Regions from separate parts of the Mus musculus genome. Here region 1 is linked to region 2. The links are chromatin contacts, called in public promoter capture Hi-C maps. All regions are on one chromosome and are shown on one strand. The core of a region is the stretch at or near the end of the contact, and the rest is flanking DNA. Distances in the headings are between cores, read along the strand shown. Region 1 holds the start of Arid4b (AT rich interactive domain 4B (RBP1-like)). Region 2 holds the start of Asb13 (ankyrin repeat and SOCS box-containing 13).

Region 1 (6,379 bases), core at 3,614-6,113, about 10 Mb before region 2:
CAAAGTCTACAAAGTAGGTGAATGACAGACCTGGTAACACACCCAACAAATTTTAGTTTCCAGACGCACCACCCATGTTGTTCCTTTCCATCCAGTGTCTGTCTCCTTGTATCTGAAATACTTTTCCCTTTCTTTGGCTGGCAAAATCTTTACCATTCAGCAGGTATGAACCACATCAGAAAACTTCCCGTGGCTTTCACTTAGCTGTCCTTTCACAGCACATCCTGTAATAATCACAGGGTGGAACAAATACTCCAGAAAGTGCTTTAGTGTTCTGTGTCTTCTACTACATTGAGAGCAAGCCAAACTGCTGATGCTACTCAGTCACACTGGCTGCCACACCAAAGCAGTTCTTAAATGATTTATTTAAAAGAAAAAAAAAAAAAAATGCCAAAGCAGAAAAGGAAGCAAAGAAAGGGAAAAGAGGAAGAGAAAAAGTATCCATGCATACCCAGAACTAAAAAGAGGGCACTTATAGCCAATCAGTGTGTTTACATGGTCCAGGCCAGTACTCACTGAGAGAAATAATATACATGAAACAGCACCTAAATCACTCATTCCCTGAACATTATAATGTCTAAGCCACCTGGCCAATTCACTCCACAACTTACTGCAATATAGTAAGAATGTTGGTAACATGCACAATATAAAAAGCAGAAACAGACTTAAGAAAGAAAACTAGGAATCAATCTGACACAGTTAACTGTAAAAAGCATTTATGAACTTCTATAGCCTACCTCCTAATATATCACCACTGATGCTAAAACATTCCACCAACCAAAGTATGAAAAACATGAGGATTATTGAGATGGTCAGCAGGTAAAGGCCCTTACTATACGGCCTTATGGCCTGAGTCCAATCCTGAGGACCTGTTTGGTGGAAAGAGACTTCCATAAGTTGTTCTATGACCTCATTCAAGTGTATACACACACACAAATAAATAAATGTTAATATTTTGTCAGAAAAGAAAAAAACATGACACCAGCAACCTCTACCCAACAGCAGTGTCCACAGCGACGGCAGCACAAATCCCAAAGCAGACTGCTTTTATGTGACAAGACACAGTTCTCACAGACTACAAGATCTCCAGACAGACACACTAGTCATAACTATGCTTTGTGTAAATTGGTTTTTGAAGGTTGTACAATAGGGAAACTGCTTTTCTACATTTAGACTTTTCTACATTTAATGACTTTAAGACAAAAGCTTATCATTATCTCAATATACTGACACAATAAAATTCTTAGTGACATTAGTAGTTAAGACAAATAATTCAAACTTAAAACTTGCTTCAAAGTAAAATTTGTTTGATAAGATTTAACAGACAGCATAAAATCACTCTGTAGCTCAAATGTCATTTACACACATACACACACACACACACACACACACACACACACGTACACAAGCTACATAAAACTGTTTTCACACACAAAATTGAGCCTGATATACTCAACACCAAACAGCTTTCCTTCATTTTATTTTTTTTCTTTGACAGTCTCACTATGCAGCTTAGTCTGGCCTCAAACCCACTAAGGTCTGTAGCCTCTACCTCCTGAGTGCTGACAATTAAAGGGGTGTGCCATTACACCTAGTGGAAACTTCTTTTTTTAAGATTTATGTTTATTATTTTTACTTATGTGTGTGTGTGAGACTATGTAAATAAATGCTGCAAGAAGTGGAGGTGAGAGGAGGTTAGATCTCTTAAAGCTGGAGTTATAGGTGCTGGGAACCCAACTCCTATCTACAAAGAGCAGTAGGTTCTTAACCACTGAGCTACCTCTCCAGCCCTTGGGGGCAATATTTTAGTACTAGAGATTAGTAAGAATAGATTACCCCAAACTTCCTAAGCTAAAATTAGAAAGTTTCTTTATAAAGTTGAAAGTTTAACAACTGTTTTAAACATTACTAGTAAAAAGTACCTTTATATTAAAAGCAGTTACAGATACACACAAAAGTAGAATTTGTTTAAAACCATGAAACTTTTAAGGCTAAAGTTTCCAACATATTTATTTTTAATTGTTATTTTGATTATTTGTTGGGGACAACAGTTTCCTGTAGACTTGTTGCCCTCCAACTCAATATGTAGACCAGGCTAGCCTCTAACCCAGGCTGTCCTTGAACTACTGATCCTCCTTCCACCAATGGGAAGTGGAAACAGTCACGCACCCTCACACCTGACTTACCTACCTACTTCCTTCCTTCCTTTTTTTCTCTTCAAAAAGAAAAGTTTTTTTTACACAGAAAATGAAAATTAAGAAAAACAAAAACATATTGACATCTTCAACTCAGTACCTCCCTTTCAGACAAACATTTACTGAGAATTTAAGATGTGCCAGACATCACAACAGGAACTAACAGATTACAACATTTATTCCAAATGTATTCAGCTTCCAAATGTATTGTGCAGTATACATTTATCAGTTAACCTAAAGCTTTCCTCCAGTCATACCCAACAACAAGACAGATATATGCTTTCCCTAAAAACTTCACTTTGCCCTAAGACACTCACTTTTCACTATTTCATACAGGTTGTACATCTGTGACAAACAAAAAGGTTCCACCTCTCATACAACACTGGTTACATTTTCATTCATATGAAAGACAGGAACTTAGAAAATAAAAGCCAAGCCTCTACAGAGCCCCAAACTCAAAAAGAGGAAAAAAAAAAAAAAAAAAAAAAAAAAAAAAAAAAAAAAAACCTTTAAAAGGGTCTAAACTGCTTTGTACAAGAGACAAACACAAAGTGGCAACAGCATTTGTAGTCTACAAACAGAAGCTTTTGAAACTGTACCTGGATGCAGTCCTACAAAAGCAATCCTCACTGGATTAATTAAAATTTAAAAAAAAATTAATTAAATTAAAAAAAAAAAAGAATCCCAAAAGAACTGTCAAAAGTAGATGTCATTTACATTCTAACACTTCAATACACACGCTTTCCAAGCATATCTGAATTTGTAGTAGATTTTAAAGAAAAATTTTCCAGTATCAAAGTTCCAACAGTTAAATCTAGATATTTTCAGATACCTAAAGCTTTTCATACCAATATGAAAAAAAAAAAAAAACTAAAACAGCTGTGATTTATTCCATCAATACACAGACTACTTCTTAGACACATTTCTTAGAAGCTATTCTGTGGTCAACATGTTTACTTCAGTACAACCTGCCCATTACACACAACATATCTTAAAAGAGTCAACTCCAAGATCAGTACACCAACAGTGAGAAAAAGAAACCATACAGAAACCTAAGTCCCTAGAAATACAAGGCACAGCAGGCCAACTCGGGTTTCTTTAGGGAAGGAGCACCAAACTGCTTTAAACATCTTCAGTATTTTGCTTTCTGCTTAAAATTTACGGTCCCGGTCACATAATCAAATGACATTTCCTTTCATCATTGAACAGAGAGAGAGACCCACTACAGTTTCAATATTCAGGTTACTAGACCAGCTTTCCGTTTTACGATTTAAGACGCTTTAATGTGTGCAGTTGTTCCTTCGGCTCCATGCAAAAGGTGCTGTTCTGTTTGGGAAACCTGAACAGCTTGGGTGAGGTTATCTCCTAACTGACTCCATAACTTCGAAACACACAGCCTGTGGATGTTCGCTCCAGCTGACCCTGTCAGGGAAAGCTCCACACCGAGCCACTCCACACACACACACACACACACACACACACACACCTGCCTCTGCAAAACTCGCAGGCCTGCTACAGCCCCGACACTTCCTGAATTCGAAAGCCACTCAAACTGGCTAAGTGACGCCTTACCTTCATGGTGACTCTGGGGCCGCGATCCCCACGGCGACACCAGCTTCACCTGCACCTGGAGGGGAAACAAAGACACCGGGTCAGCACCACCGGCACCACCACCACCCCCGCCCCAGGCCGTAGGGGCGGGGGCGGCACCGAGCGGGGCCAGGAGCCCCGAGCAGGCACGCGCCATCCCACCGCCCCTACCGCCCCCACCGCCCGCCGCCCCATTGTCGCGACTCCACGGACTTTTCCCCCGTCCTCCACGATGACGCCATTTCTGTCAGAAGAAAACTCACAACAAGCCCAGGGTCCGGCGCGGCCTGAAGCGCGGCTGCGACCGTCCAAGCCTACGGAACCGCGATGCCCGGAGCCCCCGGACTGAGCCCTCGGTGAACCGGCGGGCCCTTGGGCTGCGGAGGCTCGGCCCCACAGCGTCCGCCCGCGTCCCGCCCGAGCCAAGGCCCACAAGTGGGAGCCGGGACCGGGCACCGAGGACATCCAGCTCCCAGCACGGCGGCCCGAGGCCGCCGGGCCCACGGTGCGGCCCGGGTAGGGCGGCTCCGGCTCGGCGCGGCGGGGGGCGGGGGTCCCAGGAGGCCGAGGCCCCGCTGCGAGCGCCGACTCAGCCCCGTTGCCATCTGCCCCGATGCGCGGCCCGGCCCGGAGCTTCCCCCATAGAAAAGAATGTCCCTACCTCGGGCACAGACGAGGTCTGAGCCCTGCGGCCAGAGCCCCCTGATCCGCCTCCCCCCACCCCCAACACCAGCAGGCCTGTGGGGAGAGAGAGCGAAGGAGCTGCGGGTCCGCCGGCGGCCGGGACTCCGGCTCCGACTCCTCCTCCTCCCGTGGCGGCGACTGGTACCTTTGTTTGGCGGCCGCTCCGGCTCCCTCGCGGGGGGAGGGGGGCGACAAAAAAATCCCTCTCGGACGGAGGTCCGGGCCCCGGTCTCACAGCCCTCCAGAGGAACACGGCGGCCGACCTTCAGCGGCTCCCTCCGGGCAGAAGTCCAGGCGGTGGCCGTCGCGGCGGCAAACTGCGGCTCGAGACTCTCCCTCCGCTCCAGCGCCCGAGCTCCTCACTCCGGACTCGACTGACGGGCAAACATCGCTTTCCCCCCTCTCTGGCCCCCCTGCCCCTTCTCCCCTCCCCTCGGCCCTTTGCCCCTCCCCTACCTCTTTCCCGGATGCCTCTCAGACGACCTAGGATTGGGTAGGATTCTTTGGAGCCCGCCTCTTCCAAGTTTCTATTGGTTTGAGCGATGCAAACAACGACGCCATTTACCCACCAGTTCTATGGAAACAGAAAGTTATCCCTCAATACTTTCTGGGAATTGTAGTCCAGTCTTCTAGGCCAATCGGTAAACTGACGGACATTAGAACTACCAAGACCGCAATGCCCACTTGCCTGCGTTCGACGAGAGAGGGGAGGGGAAGGAGGCGCGGCCATGAGGCAGAGGGGAGGTGGCATACGACGCCTGCGCAGTGTGATAGGGATGGCGTATTTTCTTGCACTGAGTGCTGCGGCGTCGCTGGCCGCTGAGGAGGGCAGAGATTTCTGTGTGAAATAGTGGGAGGGCTCCAAGGAAGCCTCTTGAAGAGCCGCAGTCAGAACAATAAATTGAGAAGTCGATGTGGGCACTGCTAGTCTCGTACCGGCGGCGGCTTCAAGTCTGAGATCATCGTGGAACCGTGAGCAACAGCGCGGTGGCAGGGGGGACCCGGATGGGGAGCGGGGGAGGGGGCGGTACGGAGGAGGAAGCAGTAAGGAGGGAGAGAGGACCCGGATGCTGACCCGGCTCGGAGTGACTGCCGGCCGGGTGCTGGGATGAGGGGAGGCAGAGGAGCTCGGAAAGAGTGGAAGGGCCACCGGTGCAGCGCAGGGAAGAAGCCCGCCTGCGAGCTTATTACAGCTATGCCTGTGTGGAGCCCTTTCTTTTCCTTCAGAGCCATCGCCCCCCGGGGCTTGGAGTCAAAGGTTCTTGCTATGCGCCTAACAGCTGAGCTCGGTGACCCATATCTGTGTCGCTAGTCTCAAGCCAGAGCCGGCCTATTTTAAAAAGAGAGAGAGATACTTTGCATGAAATTTTCAATATTGTATGAATGTTTGATGCTCAGAGTTCACCCTCTGAGATGTTAGAAGTCCTCATGTGGAAAGAGGGGATGTATAACTTCCTGAACGGAAGTCTAGTCAAAATGAAACCTGATAGGAGGACCTTTGGCTTCGAGAGGTATAGAAAGGTTTTCCTGAGAGTGTGAGAACTAAGCTTGACTCAAGAAGCCAGCCAGAGTTACTAAGGGAAGTCCCTAAAGGAAAGGAAACCTGTTTCAGGAAAAAGACTTCCCAGTAGGAAGAACTGAGGCCCAGAGAGGTGAGGTAGGAATTTTGATCCAGTACCCTGGAGACTGAAACAGGATGACCCTGTCTTCAAAAAAGGAAAAAAAAAAAAATTAAAAACAGTTTTTATCTGGTCCAATGGCCCAGTGAACAATAGGATATCTTGGATTCCTAACTTGAATTGCTAAAATGATAACGCACCCAAAAGAAGAGGAAATGCTTAGCATTGTGGTGGTGACAAGTGCTAAGACCAGCCTGATCTACAGTATGAGTTCCAGGCTAGCTTAGGCCA
Region 2 (6,812 bases), core at 1,240-3,739:
TTTAAAGATTTATTTATTTATTATATGTAAGTACACTGTAGCTGTCTTCAGACACTCCAGAAGAGGGAGTCAGATCTCATTACAGATGGTTGTGAGCAACCATGTGGTTGCTGGGATTCAAACTCAGGACCTTCGGAAGAGCAGTCAGTGCTCTTAACCGATGAGCCATCTCACCAGCCCCACGTTTTCATTCTAACCATTCAAAGTTTCATTCTAAGCCTTGAAAAGCATCCTGAATCCTTGCTAAGACTGAACATGTCACAGGGATAAAAATGGTAAAGCCAGAGGGTTCCTAATAACACATGGAAGATCTTTTCTTTCCTTTCTCTCCAAAGACCTCATGAAGCCAAGGTGTGGTGGCACAGGCCTTTAATCCCAGCACTCAGGAGGCAGAGGCAGAGGCAGGCGGATTTCTGAGTTCGAGGCCAGCTTGGTATACAAAGTGAGTTCCAGGACAGCCAGGGCTACACAGAGAAACCCTGTCTCGAGGAAAAAAAAAAAAAAAAAAAGACCTCATGAAATCGAGAGAAAATTACATAAGCAAATGAAAGTAATCTAAAAGTGCTATACATAAATATTCTGGTTACCATTCAGCAGGAATATAATATTAGAAGTCAGAATATTACAGTTAAAGTTCCCTGTGGTGGGTTCCACTTTTACTGGAACAGTGGTACTGTTTTGGATCCAGCACCTTCAGTTTAAGCCAGAAATACAAATACCAGCAGGGCACATTTTTGGGGACACATATTAAATTTTTTAAATTACAGTGTCAAAAATAGCCAAGAACCCTAACACCCGCTAATCAAGAATATGATTTTCATTGGGCAGTGATGGCGCATGCCTTTAATCCCAGCACTCGGGAGGCAGAGGCAGGCGAATTTATGAGTTCGAGGCCAGCCTGGTCTACAGAGTGAGTTCCAGGACAGCCAGGGCTACACAGAGAAACCCCGTCTAGGAAAAAAAAAAAAAAGATTTCTCCACAAGCTATGCAGAAAATATACTTGGGAGTGGTGTTTTTAAAAAATATTTAGAGAAAATATTGTGACATATAGCCTAGGTTGGCCTAGAACTCACAGCCCCACTGTCTCTACTTTCTGAGGGTTAGGATTACAGGTAAGAGCCCTCATGCCAGGCTCTGATGCCAGACTAACCCCTATCTGAACAAAAAAATGTATGCTTAGTAGGCTTCTGTGGTTAGCCATCCACTGCCTAGTCACACGAATCAAATAGTGACCACGCTATCAGGGTCAAAGTCTTGTGCCAGCCAAGGGTGCCAAGAAAAACAGGTGCTTATTAAAGAGGCTTTGATTGTTCTGAAGGAGTTTGTTTTGAAGAAATCAATTAAAAGATCTATCTACCTTGTTATGATTGTAATTACAATCATAATAAATTGCAGCTAAATTAACTCGATTTTCTTTACATTACTTTTTTTTTTTGGTTTTTGAGACAGAGTTTCTCTGGGTAGCCCTGGCTGTCCTGGAACACACTTTGTAGACCAGGCTGTCCTCGAACTCAGAAATCCTCCTGCCTCTGCCTCCCATGTGCTGGGATTAAAGGCGTGCGCCATCATGCCCGGCTTACATTACTTTTTTTTTAACTCACATAAAGGAACATTTTGGCTTTCTTTCTTCTATTTATTTTCAAGCTATTGAAGCACAATGTCATTGTCCTTTCTATTTACCATATTATTATTTTGTAAACAAGAAAAAAAATGTACTTCTCCAAAGAATGCTCCTTTGCCTTCAAATTCATTTTATGGATTAAAACAGCCCAAAGGTACAGAGGACACTTCTTCAGCACCAGGTATGTCCCAGTGTTGGGCCATGACCTCATTCTGGAGCAGACTCCCTGGTTGCAGCTGCTGCAACCTACAGGGTATGTGTAGGATGCTTTAAGCCCCGCAAGCAATTCACTGCACCAAACGTGGTGCAGTGACCGCAGTAGGCTCCGGATGAGGCTGCCAACCAGTGTACACTTTCCAGACTCTGCGGGTGAATTGGGCAACGACCCCGCATGCTCCCCAAAGTGTGCGGTGCTCTGGTAGACTGGCGGTTCTGAATCCCATACCTGGTGCATCACAGAGAAGACCAGCTGCACAGTGCACCGGCTAGAAACAGGGCGACAGACATTAAACGTCGGTCTGAGATGACCAGGATCGTCCGGGCCCTACTCGAATCACTACACCCCACCCCAACGCCTCTGACCACCAACTTGGAACGGCGCGCGATGCCCATCTCTGGGACAAAGGCCACCCATGAGCTTGCTCTGTCCCCAAGTGCTGATCTCCTGGTCCTGACTCCAGCCCCGGTGTGGTGTCCTTGGCGGTTGCGGCGCGAAACACGTACCCACATCTCCCAGGAAGCAGCCGTCCCCGGCGCGCGGCTCCATGCTGCTCGCCCGCTGGGCTCCCCTGTCTACCGGCCTTGTGACTCAGAGCTCTGGGACCTGAGCCGGGACCTAAACCGAGACCTACCCCGGAGCGCAGGCCGCTGGGCGGGGCCTGATTGCTACCATGGCCACCGCTGGGAGTTGTAGTTTCTGTATCCGCCGCGTGCCACCTGAGCGTCCCCACTCCGCTGTCACTGCTGAAGGGTGACATGCAAATCAGAAGAGTGCAAAATATGTGTCCGTGTTGACACCAGTGAATATACGTCCATTAACAACTCCTGTGTTTGGCAGAAAAGCTTAAATCCCGGTGTCCTAGCTAAAAGATACGTTCGTATGCAAAATGTTTAGCTCCTCAAACGCGTGCCCATGTGCAAAAAGTGTTTAGCTGCCAAAACTGGCCTTCTGTGGTTTACACTGATCCCGCTGAGCAAAGTATTCAGTCTCTTCATGCCTGAAACTTTGAAGAAAACGTTTTCACTGAAGATGGTGATCAAAATGCCTAACTTCTTTCTTTCTTTCCTCTCTCTCTCTCTCTCTCTCTCTCTCTCTCTCTCTCTCCCTCCCTTCCTCTCTCCCTCCCTCTCTTTCTTTCTTTCAAAATAAATCTTAACTTTCAAATAGCTGGTATTCATTGAAGAAAACCACGTTTCTTGGTGAATGGTTTTAATCAGGTGTTTCACTAACCAGTTTAGCAGAAGGAGTTGGAGCTCTATGAGCAACCTAGCAGAAAGGAGAAACCAGTCTTCCCAGGGGGTTCCAGGTCAACCAAAAACGTGAGATACTTGGGAGACACTCTCATCTTGACCAGTACAGAGGCTCACGGAGGAAATACAACGTGACTTGAACATGATAACATCAGAATCACTGGAAATAGCACTAGAAGTCATCCTTTGAGGTAAGGATGCTTGGATGGCCGGAAACTTCATCTGCACCTTGGACCACAGGTTTAGGAGACCTTGAATGGTATCTGTTGGGAACCCGAACTTCTGGAATAAACCTTGGAATAAAATTCCAAATCTTTTAGTAAAAGGATCTGTATCTATTTGGCCATTTGTTTATCAAATTTTGGCTCTTGTGGTTTTGTTTTTGTTTGTTTTGTTTTGCAGGGGCATTTGTTTTGGTTTTGCTTTGTTTGATGTATATGTGAGTGTATGTGACTACATGTGTGTTTGCAGGTCAGAGGATACAGTCCGTGTTAGTCCTTGAGGACCTTCTGATTTGTTTGAGACGGGGTCTCCTATTCACCGCTGCACCTGGCAGGCCTGTGGGCTCTCAGAGAGCCGTCCACTTCCTCCTCCCATCACGGTGCAAGACTGCTGGAATTATGAATGACAGCTTACATTGCCCAGTTTTTCTTGAGCTCTGAGAATCCAAGCTCTGGTCCTGTCAGATGGCTCAGCAAGCCCACGACCGAGCCATCTCTCAGGTCTTGCACATGCTTCTTTGCAAGTTTTCTACGTTTTTAGGCAGATAAAAATAGGCTTCATTTTCACACATTTGCAGTGAGATTCTGTGATTCGGTATTCCTTCTTGTCTGTGTGGTAGGTCTGCATGTTTGTATTTTCTTCAGCATTTCTTTCCTGACACGGATTCTGCAAATGTGAATATAGGCTATATCGAACACATATGAATATATACATGTATATTGTACATGTGTTATATAAATGTTTGTTATAGGTTTCCTAAGCAATCATTTTTTTTCCATTTTCTTTTCTTTTTTTTTTTTTTTTTTTTTTTTTTTTGGTTTTTCGAGACAGGGTTTCTCTGTGTAGCCCTGGCTGTCCTGGAACTCACTCTGTAGACCAGGCTGGCCTCAAACTCAGAAATCCGCCTGCCTCTGCCTCCCGAGTGCTGGGATCAAAGGCATGAGCAGCCACCCCCTTTTTTAAAGTGTTTACATATTCAAAAGTACATTCTCTAAAATAGGTCCTTGTCTTACATAGGGTTTTACTGCTGAGAACAGACACCATGACCAAGGCAACTTAAAGACAACATTTAATTGGGGCTGGCTTACAGGTTCAAAGGTTCAGTCCATTATCATCAACGTGGGAGCATGGCAGTATCCAGGCAGGCATGGTGCAAGAGGAGCTGAGAGTTCAACATTTTGTTTTGAGGGCAAACAGTAGAAGACTGGCTTCTAGGCAGCTAGGATGAGGGTTCTAAAGCCCAAGCCCACAGTGACACGCCTACTCCAAGGCCACACCTACTCCAAGGCCACACCTCCAAATAGTGCCACTCCCTGGGCTAGGCATATTCAAACTACCACAGTCCTTTTTCTTCAACAGCCAAAATATATTCATCAAGGACCAAAATATGGATATTATGCTGTTTTTTTTTCATTATATTCTTTGACGGAATGACTGACTTGAAATTTGTTATTCTGTAAAGAAAGAAAATATAAGATTTAAGTTAAGAGTTCTCTGAACTGAAAGGAAATTATTCCCAAAATATTTACTAAATAGTAACCCATTTATCCATGTTTGTATTAATTAATCTCCTTTAATTGCATGTTAAACTCATTATCTTTTTAACCTATTAAAGTATCTGTACAATATTAATAAAAATCTAATATTCATTTAGCACAGTCGTTTATTGAATAAGTTAGTGAATTTTTAAATTAACTACTTTTAGGATTTGAATATAAAATATATTCCACATACTCATGTGCTAAAACCCTGGTCCCAAGCTGATGGTATTATTTGGAGAAGGGCTAGAAACCCAAAGAAATGTCCAGCCTTTTCACACTGAAATATAGCAAGGTCATATAGAGTTTATGCCCCAGAACTGTGAAATCAAGTCTCAAAATATTCATAATGGTGTATCTAAGTTTATTATTTTGTGTTGGGTCACATTTATATTTTGGTCCCATGCAGCCCATGGCCGTAGGCTGGACTTGCCTACAAGGACTTGAGCTTACCTAGAGACATAAGTCACTTGGAACTGTCCTTGGTATCCATCTTGCCCTGGACCTTGCCACTTTCTGTCTCTGTGCTTCCTGTCCACTATGAAGTGAATAGCTTCCTCTTCTACATTGTATCCTCATGGCCTGAATGTCTTGCCTTGTGCCCAGAGGAATGGAGCCAACAAGCCATGGATTGAAACCTCTGAAACCATGAGCCAAAACAATTTCTCCATTTAAGTTGTCCTCTCAAGTATTGTCACAAATATAGAAAGCTAAAACAATACAGCACACCCGTTATTTTTCTATGCGTTTTTCAAAATCATACCTCTGTGGCAAGACTTTGAAAAGATGATAGCAGCTAATTGGAGAGACTCCCACACATCGGGAACTAAGGTTTGGTGTTTGGAGGGATAGTTGGCATTTTGTTTTTCTGCAGTGAGGCACTATATCACTGTGTTGTGACAGGCTAATCTCAAACACACACTCCCTCCTTGCCTCACAAGTTTAAAAGATTACAGGCATGCACTAGCTTGCCCAGAACTGAGATATCTTGAAGGGCTAGGTTGCGTATTGGAATCCAAAACTTACCCTGAGGCACAGAAGCTGAAACAGTATGATAGCATGGAATGCTGGAGAGAGGGGCCTAGAAATAGGTCAACTCACATGGAAGAACTGTCATTTAACAGAAAACATTTAACAAGTAAAGAAAAAGGACTCAATCAACAACTTCTGCTGAACTCAATGCCATTCTATACTAAAAAAGATAAAAATTTTATATCACAAAATTAGTTCCAGGTGGGTTAAACCAGGTGTGAAAAACCTGAAATTCCAAGAAAATGGAATGATAGAAGATTGTTGTGTCACCATAATAAAAATTTCTTATATAAGACACACAAATACACAAGGCGTGGTGGAGCATGCCTTTAATCCCAGCACTTGGGAGGCAGAGGCAGGCAGATTTCTGAGTTCGAGGCCAGCCTGGTCTACAAAGTGAGTTCCAGGACAGCCAGGGCTACACAGAGAAACCCTGTCTCGAAAAACCAAAAAAAAAAAAAAAAAAAAAAAAAAAAAAGACACACAAATACAAAGGCAGAGAGGGAATAATTAGTTACTTTAGCTACACTACAACCAGAAGGTTTTGAAGGACAAAAGACACAAGTAAAAAGGTAGAATGCATGCATAGGGCTAGAGAGATGGCTCAGCGGTTAGGAACACTGACTGCTCTTCCAGAGGTCCTGAGTTCAATCCACAGCAACCACATGGTGGTTCACAACCATCTGTAAGGGGATCTGATGCCCTCTTCTAGTGTATCTGAAGACAGCTACAGTGTACTCATATGCATAAAATAAATAAATCATTAGAAGAAAAGAAAGAAGGCCCCTGGGGGCATGAGATAAGCATCAGTCTGAGCCCTGCCTTAAGCTAAGGTCTCCAGAACAGTGAGGGAAAAAGACAAAAGAGCAGTGGGTGGGGGTGGAAGGTTGTGCACTGTTAATCAACACATAGAAATGGGAATTCTCAG

Evidence for each region. Promoter capture Hi-C pulls out the DNA fragments that hold promoters and counts their contacts.
Region 1: a promoter capture Hi-C map of pre-B cells shows a contact between it and region 2. The contact joins the promoter of Arid4b here to the promoter of Asb13 in region 2. A contact is called at or near these places in 2 of 39 promoter capture datasets (cranial neural crest and pre-B cells) and 1 of 484 Hi-C or Micro-C datasets (CD4 T cells).

What each region holds. Positions count from the first base shown.
Region 1 is chr13:14,062,268-14,068,646 of GRCm38.p6, reverse strand. Arid4b (AT rich interactive domain 4B (RBP1-like)) reads right to left here and starts at 4,863. Exons shown (of 24, transcript NM_194262.2): 1 at 4,615-4,863; 2 at 3,768-3,822. The coding sequence starts at 3,773. It overlaps Ggps1 (geranylgeranyl diphosphate synthase 1), which reads left to right and starts at 5,159. Exons shown (of 4, transcript NM_010282.3): 1 at 5,159-5,441.
Region 2 is chr13:3,629,709-3,636,520 of GRCm38.p6, reverse strand. It overlaps Asb13 (ankyrin repeat and SOCS box-containing 13), which reads right to left and starts at 2,489. Exons shown (of 6, transcript NM_178283.4): 1 at 2,346-2,489. The coding sequence starts at 2,388.